Linked DNA regions of Rattus norvegicus: region 2 is linked to region 1. The links are chromatin contacts, called in public Hi-C maps. All regions are on one chromosome and are shown on one strand. The core of a region is the stretch at or near the end of the contact, and the rest is flanking DNA. Distances in the headings are between cores, read along the strand shown. Region 1 has its middle 120 kb from the start of Slc22a23. Region 2 holds the start of Slc22a23 (solute carrier family 22, member 23).

Region 1 (3,116 bases), core at 421-2,920:
CACATAGAGGCAATTATGTGAAATTAAGGGAGCGGGGACAGATCTAGCTCAGTAGTATAATGTTTACCTAAAATTTGCTGGGCTTACCAGCACAACAGAAATAAAGAAGAAAAAGAGGACAGGAGGTAGAGAGGGAAGGAGGGAGGGGGAGGGAAGGATGAAGAGAAAATATGAGGAAAGAGGAAGGAAAAAAGAAGGGAAGGATTGAATATATAAATGAGAATCACATAACATTTTTTTACAACACCAAAGAAATGGAACCTAAAAAAGCACACTGAAGTGAAAGTATTTTAGAATTTCTTAATTTACAGCTAACACTTTAACAGAAATAATGGAAACAAAAATCAATGGAATATCTCCAAGGTGGGAAAAAAGTGTTTGTCGCTCTAAAATCATTAAGTCATTCTACCCAGCAATACTTCCTTCCAAGAACAGAGAAAACACATTGTATATTGTTTAACAACCTCCTTTGTTGTGAGATATTTTAAAAGTCGAGAGAATAATCAATAACAAGAAATTCCTAATCTAGATGTAAATACTTAACATTTTGTCATATTGCCTTCCATCTATATTTATGACTAGAACAATTAAGATTATGTCCTTCTATTATCGAGGTAGTTAGTTAACTCAGGCCATATTTTAAACAATAACACTTGTAGATCATGCTGTTTACTTCATGAGGTGTCATGGAAGACATCGTGTAAATTCTCACTGTTCCATAGCATGTTGCTACATGTTGGTCAAGAGGTTATGAATTTAACGGCTTTGCATATTTTAAGAGGAATTTACACTTTGCCAACTTTAAAAACAAATTGTCTGTAGATAGCATTTGAAGATCCTAGGTTGCATTTTTACCTAGGCCATCTGTTCACAGCCCTTATGTGAATCAAGTATTTCATTGGAGATTGAAAAAAATGGTTATTTTCCCAATTTCATCCTTCTTACAACAAAGAATTGCTGCTTTTCCCTTGTAAAATAATATTTTCACTCATCCACTAAATTTGGCTTGAAGTATAATGGCTATTGAACAGGCAGCATGAATGTTTAATCCTTTCCAATTTTCAGCATAAGGAGTTTGCAAAATTACCATTTCCAATGGCGACAAATAATAATTTTCACTGCCTTTTAAAATGGTATTATTTTGGACTTGTGAATTTTATGAACGTAAAATGTTCTGAATAGCATGCTTCACTCACAATTATTATTCCTTATAGTTCTCTTTATTACCACATTTTTTTCAGTGCTGTAGATCCAAACCTTATGCATACAAGGCAAGTTCTCCATCACACTATCACTGAGTCCTTTGGGGTCTTTGGATGTTTGCTTGCTTGTTTCAAGACAAGCTGTCACTTTGTATTCCAGGCTGGCATCAATTTTGCAAATATATAACTTGAAGCTCATTGTGAGGAAATAGTAGGCAAATATGTATTTAGGGCCAACCCAAAAGCATCTGCCTTGTCGTCTTCGAAAATGAAAGAGCTGTGAGCACAAGGAAACAGAGGAAGTGTTCTGTACTGAGGAGACAGCGACACAAAGAAGGCCGATGTGAATGATTCATACACATGTTTGTGGGCATGCAAGATCATTGTTTTCTCCTGTGTTATCACAACCGTGACCAAGAAAACTTACAAAGGAAACCATTTGTTTCAGGCTTCCAATTACAGAGGGTAGAGTCCATGTCCATTGTGTTGGGAGTAGGGAGGAGGGAAGGCAGAAGGAAGGCAGGAAGGCAGGCATGGCACTGGAGCAGTAGCTGAGAGCTCATATCTTCAGACACAATCAAGGGACAGAAAGAGCTAACTGAAAATGGCATGAGTCACTGGTCACTTCTAAAGTTCACCAATAATGACACAACTCTGCCAACAAGTACATCTCTTCTAATCCAGTGTTTCTCAACCTACGGGTTGAGACCATCAGAAAACACATATTCCCTAAGGTTTTAGGAACTGAGACTCCACTCAGTAGCAACACTACAATTATGAAGTAGCAACAAAAATAATTTTAGGGCTGGGAGTCACCACACCATGAGGAACTGTATTAAAGGGTGGCAGCATTGGGAAGGTTGAGAGCCACTGTCCTAATCCTTCCCCAAAAGTTCCACTAATAGGGGACAAAGCATTTAAATATATGAGCCTGTAGGGACCATTCTAATTCAAACTACCATAGCTCCTTGTTTCTTTCATACTGTGGCCTGGTTTCCTAGAGCTCCTGAGTACTCTCTGTTGTCTTGTCTCCTACTTTCCATGAGGGCCCCAAATGCAGCCACATGAACTTCCTTCCATTACTCCAGCATTCACACTCCTCCTTTTTTAGTGAGGTTTGAGCATGGTGAGTCCACTACAAACTGAAGGATCACAAGTACGAAACTCACTGACTGGGACCAACTTGCCCCTTGCTCTATAGCAGGGCACAATGTGACCTCAGCTCTTTGTTAAGCAACTGTAAGACTTCCTGGGCACTCCCTGCTACTACACACTACCACCAGAGGTGATGAAATGGCATGGTGTTATCCCAAGAAGTAATTCAGATTCAAAATTCAAGGAATGGTTTTAACTGAAGATATATCATTAAGTAAAAAAATTATTCATGGAAACAAAATGAATCAGGGATTATCTACATGTAAAGAACGTCTGCTGTTCTGGGTCTTGAACCTTGCTCTGCCTTTAACTGGGACCTCCAACCTCCTTCCACGATACTCTCATACATTTCTTAAAATCTTTGCTCCGGTATCCCTTTCTAACGATGCACCCATTAGTCAAGTGAATTTGGTGTACTTCTCCCATCTGTCCCCTCTCCTACCATAGACACCATTCAATGCCTGCCATTAAAAGTGTGCTGTGATGTCAGGATAGTGGGACATCATGGCCTAAGCTGTGCAGAGATGCATAGCCTTGACCAATATGAGAAGAATGGATGGGTCCTGCATTTCTTCATTGCATGCTGGCTCACAGGGCGTGGCAGTTTGAGCAGGGTCCCAGCACACAACCGCCCGCTGTCTCTGTTTTCCCTGCTCTTTGCAGACTGGTTCTTCACTAGAATGTCGTTCCATGGATTTGATCATTTTCTCTGTGCAATTCATGAATCCTATAGGTTAGAGCAGTGCCACTGCTGGATGA
Region 2 (3,116 bases), core at 413-2,912, 120 kb after region 1:
TTGAGCATCTAGGGCTCACTTCATCTCAGCCCTAGATGAAAGAATTGAATGACTGTGGACCTGAAAGCAACCCCCTCCGAAGTCCCCCATGATTATTATCTCAATTAGACAAGCCATTGTTAAGATCAGTGACTGTGTTTTGCAATGAGTTACAGAACTTCAGCTGGGTTCCTAGTGAGCAGATGGGCAAAGGAAGCAGAACCAGACACCGAGCAGGCTTCCTTTGAAAGAATCAACACGGAAAGGGAGTGAAAGAAAGCCTGGCCTATTGCATTTCAGTTCAGATAAGAAAATGTAAGTTGTGTGCAATGGGTGGAGTCGGTAATAAATATCTAATACTTGTTCATTGAGTGTTGACTCTGTTCTGTTGGGGGTGGGGGTCAGCAATTCCCAAGTATTAGCTCTTCAAGTGAGAAAGAAGGGAAGAAAAGTTAAACCAACCAATAAGGTGAAATTGAAGAAGAAGAGGAGGAAGAGGAGGAGGGAGGAAAAGGGAGGGGGAGGAGGAGATCACATGTATTGACAGGGTGCACTGTCACTCCCAACTGATTTCTAAAATAACACTTTATTAGAGTATAATCATTATACAGCGCGATGGGTCTCATAATGACATTCTCATTCAAGTATGTCATTAAATATGCTTAAATTAGCAGACTGGGTTTCCTAGACCTTTAGTGTCCTCTGCAGCCTGTGTCTCTTCCGTCTATTGTTATCTAATCTCCTCTTCCCAGCCACACAGGAGAGTTCACAGTTGGGTTCCCCAAAGTCCAGCTCTCTGGCAGTCTTCAGAAATAGTTCCTTCCACGTGCCAGAATTTCAGCAGTAAGTACATGTTGACTGGAACATTGAGCTGCATGCTTTAAAAAAAAAGTCTCCCACTAAATTATACAACATGCAGCTGAGCAAATATTGGAGATGCTTAGAGAATGCATCCCATACGTGTACTCGCAGGATATGCTTTTGGAAAGAGAAGGCTAGCTTCTTCCCCTGTGCTAAATAAGACCAGAGATAGATTGCTCCATTTAAGATTTCCATTAATTCCATTAATAAACTTCTCAGGATATGAAATGTCTCCAGAATGTAGTGAGGCTAAGATGAAAGCCGCATAATTCTCACTGGTGTCAAGCCCAGCAAGCAGGAGAAGATATGCTAATGCGGCCGTTTGCCGCAGGGCTGGTGTTATTTATATAGTGCTAGCTGGGCAAGGGCTGGCTCTGGAGTCTGGAGTGCCGAGAGCATTTGGATCTCCTGTGAGGTGTAGATGTGTGCGCCTGTGCACACAGCATGGGAATTATGAATCCGAGACCTTGGGGAGGGGGTGGGGCAGGCCGCCCTCATTCACGTTTGTATCGAGTATGTGGCTCCCCTTCAAGGTATAGCCATCCAGCATTGTGTTTATTTGACATTCATTCTGGAGCACAGAAAGAAATGGCGATTTGGGGCGGGTGCTGCAATGGGTCGCGTGTGACCCAGCGTTGGAGGGGCTGTCAACCTAAAATTGTCAAATATGCTTCCTTGCCCCTGACCCGTGGCCATAAAAAGCAGCCTTATTTGAGTCTGGAAGAAGCACAGAAGGTTGTTCTGGAAGGCAGGCAACGCTTGGGCTCAGGACCAGGAGTGGGGTGCCAGCCACCGGGCACCTCGGATACGAAGAGAGGTCACGGAAAGCCGGTGTGCCCTGGGCGGGGTTCCTTGCGGTTGTGGGACTTGAGACTGGCAGACGACCCTATCCCCTCATTCCCCGCCAGTGCGGACTCCTTGGGGACCCCTGTCCAGCCCAGAGACCGCCGGGGATCTTGCGTCGGCCCGGGTGTCCCTCTCCCCGCCCCTGCGTCTGTCCAGGCGGCGGCGACGGAGCCCGGCTGGAGGGGGCGCTCGTGCGCAGGAGCGGCGCAGCAGGTGCCGCGGTTACCTCCACCTCGGCGGGGGGAGAGGGGGCGGGCCGGGGCGGGAGGCGGAGGCCAGCTCGGTGAGCCGAGAGCGCGGCCGGCTCCCCAGGCTGGCTGCGAGCTCGCGGCTTCCGGGAGCGCCCGAAGTCCGTGGAGGACCTCCTAACCCGCGGCCGCCCGCGGCTCCAGCACAACGCGCACCGGTGCCCGCAGGGCCCTGAGTCGCGACAAGGGCGCGGGTCGGGCTCCTCCTCCTCCGCGGCCAGCGCGCAGCAGCGGAGAGCCTCGGAGCTCGGCGGGCGCCCGGGCCGCGGCGCGGATGAGCCGCGGAGGCTAAGGGCTCGAACGTCTTCTGCCCGGCGCCCAGGGCGAGGGGGTGCGCGGGTGACATGGGGGTGGCCTGACTCACCGGGCCCGGAGCATTCTCTCCGGCCGCGGGCCCTCCTCCTCGGCGGCGGCGCTGTGCCCGGGCGCCCGCCGAGCTCCGCCGCGCTCTATGCGCCTCTGCGGGCGCCGCGGGCCCTGGCCATGGCGATAGACCGGCGGCGCGAGGCGGCGGGTAGTGGTGCCGGGAGGCAGCCGGCCCCGGCGGAGGAGAACGGCTCCCTGCCGCCCGGAGACGCGGCGGCCTCGGCGCCCCTCGGGGGTCGCGCGGGCTCCGGGGGCAGCGCGGAGATCCAGCCGCTGCCTGCGCTGCACCCCAGCGGCGGCCCGCACTCGAGCTGCTGTGCGGCAGCAGCCGCCCCGAGCCTCCTGTTGCTGGACTACGATGGCTCTGTGCTGCCCTTCCTCGGGGGCCTGGGCGGCGGCTACCAGAAGACCCTGGTGGTGCTCACCTGGATCCCGGCGCTGTTCATCGGCTTCAGCCAGTTCTCGGACTCCTTTCTTCTGGACCAGCCCAACTTCTGGTGCCACGGGGCCGGCAAAGGCACCGAGCTGGCGGGTGCCACTGTCACCGGCCGATGGGGTGACATGGGCAACTGGACCAGCCCCTCAGCCACCCCTTTCTCCACTGCCTCCTGGGGGACCACAAGCAACCGAAGCAACAGCAGCGACACACCACCCCTCCCGTCCCCTCCAGGCAAAGGGAACAACGACTCAAATTGCGAGTGCCACGCGTGGGACTACGGCATCCGCACTGGCCTCGTCCAAAACGTGGTCAGCAAGGTAAGGACCACGACCGCTGCGTCCCCGCGTTCTTCTTGTGAGCCTTTTTCTTCCGACCTC

What was found. Hi-C and Micro-C count contacts between places; a contact is called where the count stands out from the background.
Region 2: a Hi-C map of Schwann cells shows a contact between it and region 1, with 4 times the contacts expected there. The contact joins the promoter of Slc22a23 here to the enhancer-like site in region 1. A contact is called at or near these places in 2 of 12 Hi-C or Micro-C datasets (Schwann cells and mammary epithelial cells).

Annotation. Positions count from the first base shown.
Region 1 is chr17:30,623,546-30,626,661 of GRCr8, forward strand. No RefSeq gene overlaps it. Among named protein-coding and RNA genes, the nearest start is that of Slc22a23, 120 kb to the right of the region's middle. Within about 2 kb of position 1,671, at least 1 of the 93 cell types and tissues checked has an H3K27ac peak or open chromatin away from gene starts, as enhancers often do. A contact at or near this core is called in Schwann cells, where this site is marked.
Region 2 is chr17:30,747,783-30,750,898 of GRCr8, forward strand. Slc22a23 (solute carrier family 22, member 23) reads left to right here and starts at 1,663. Exons shown (of 11, transcript NM_022624.1): 1 at 1,663-3,056. The coding sequence starts at 2,418.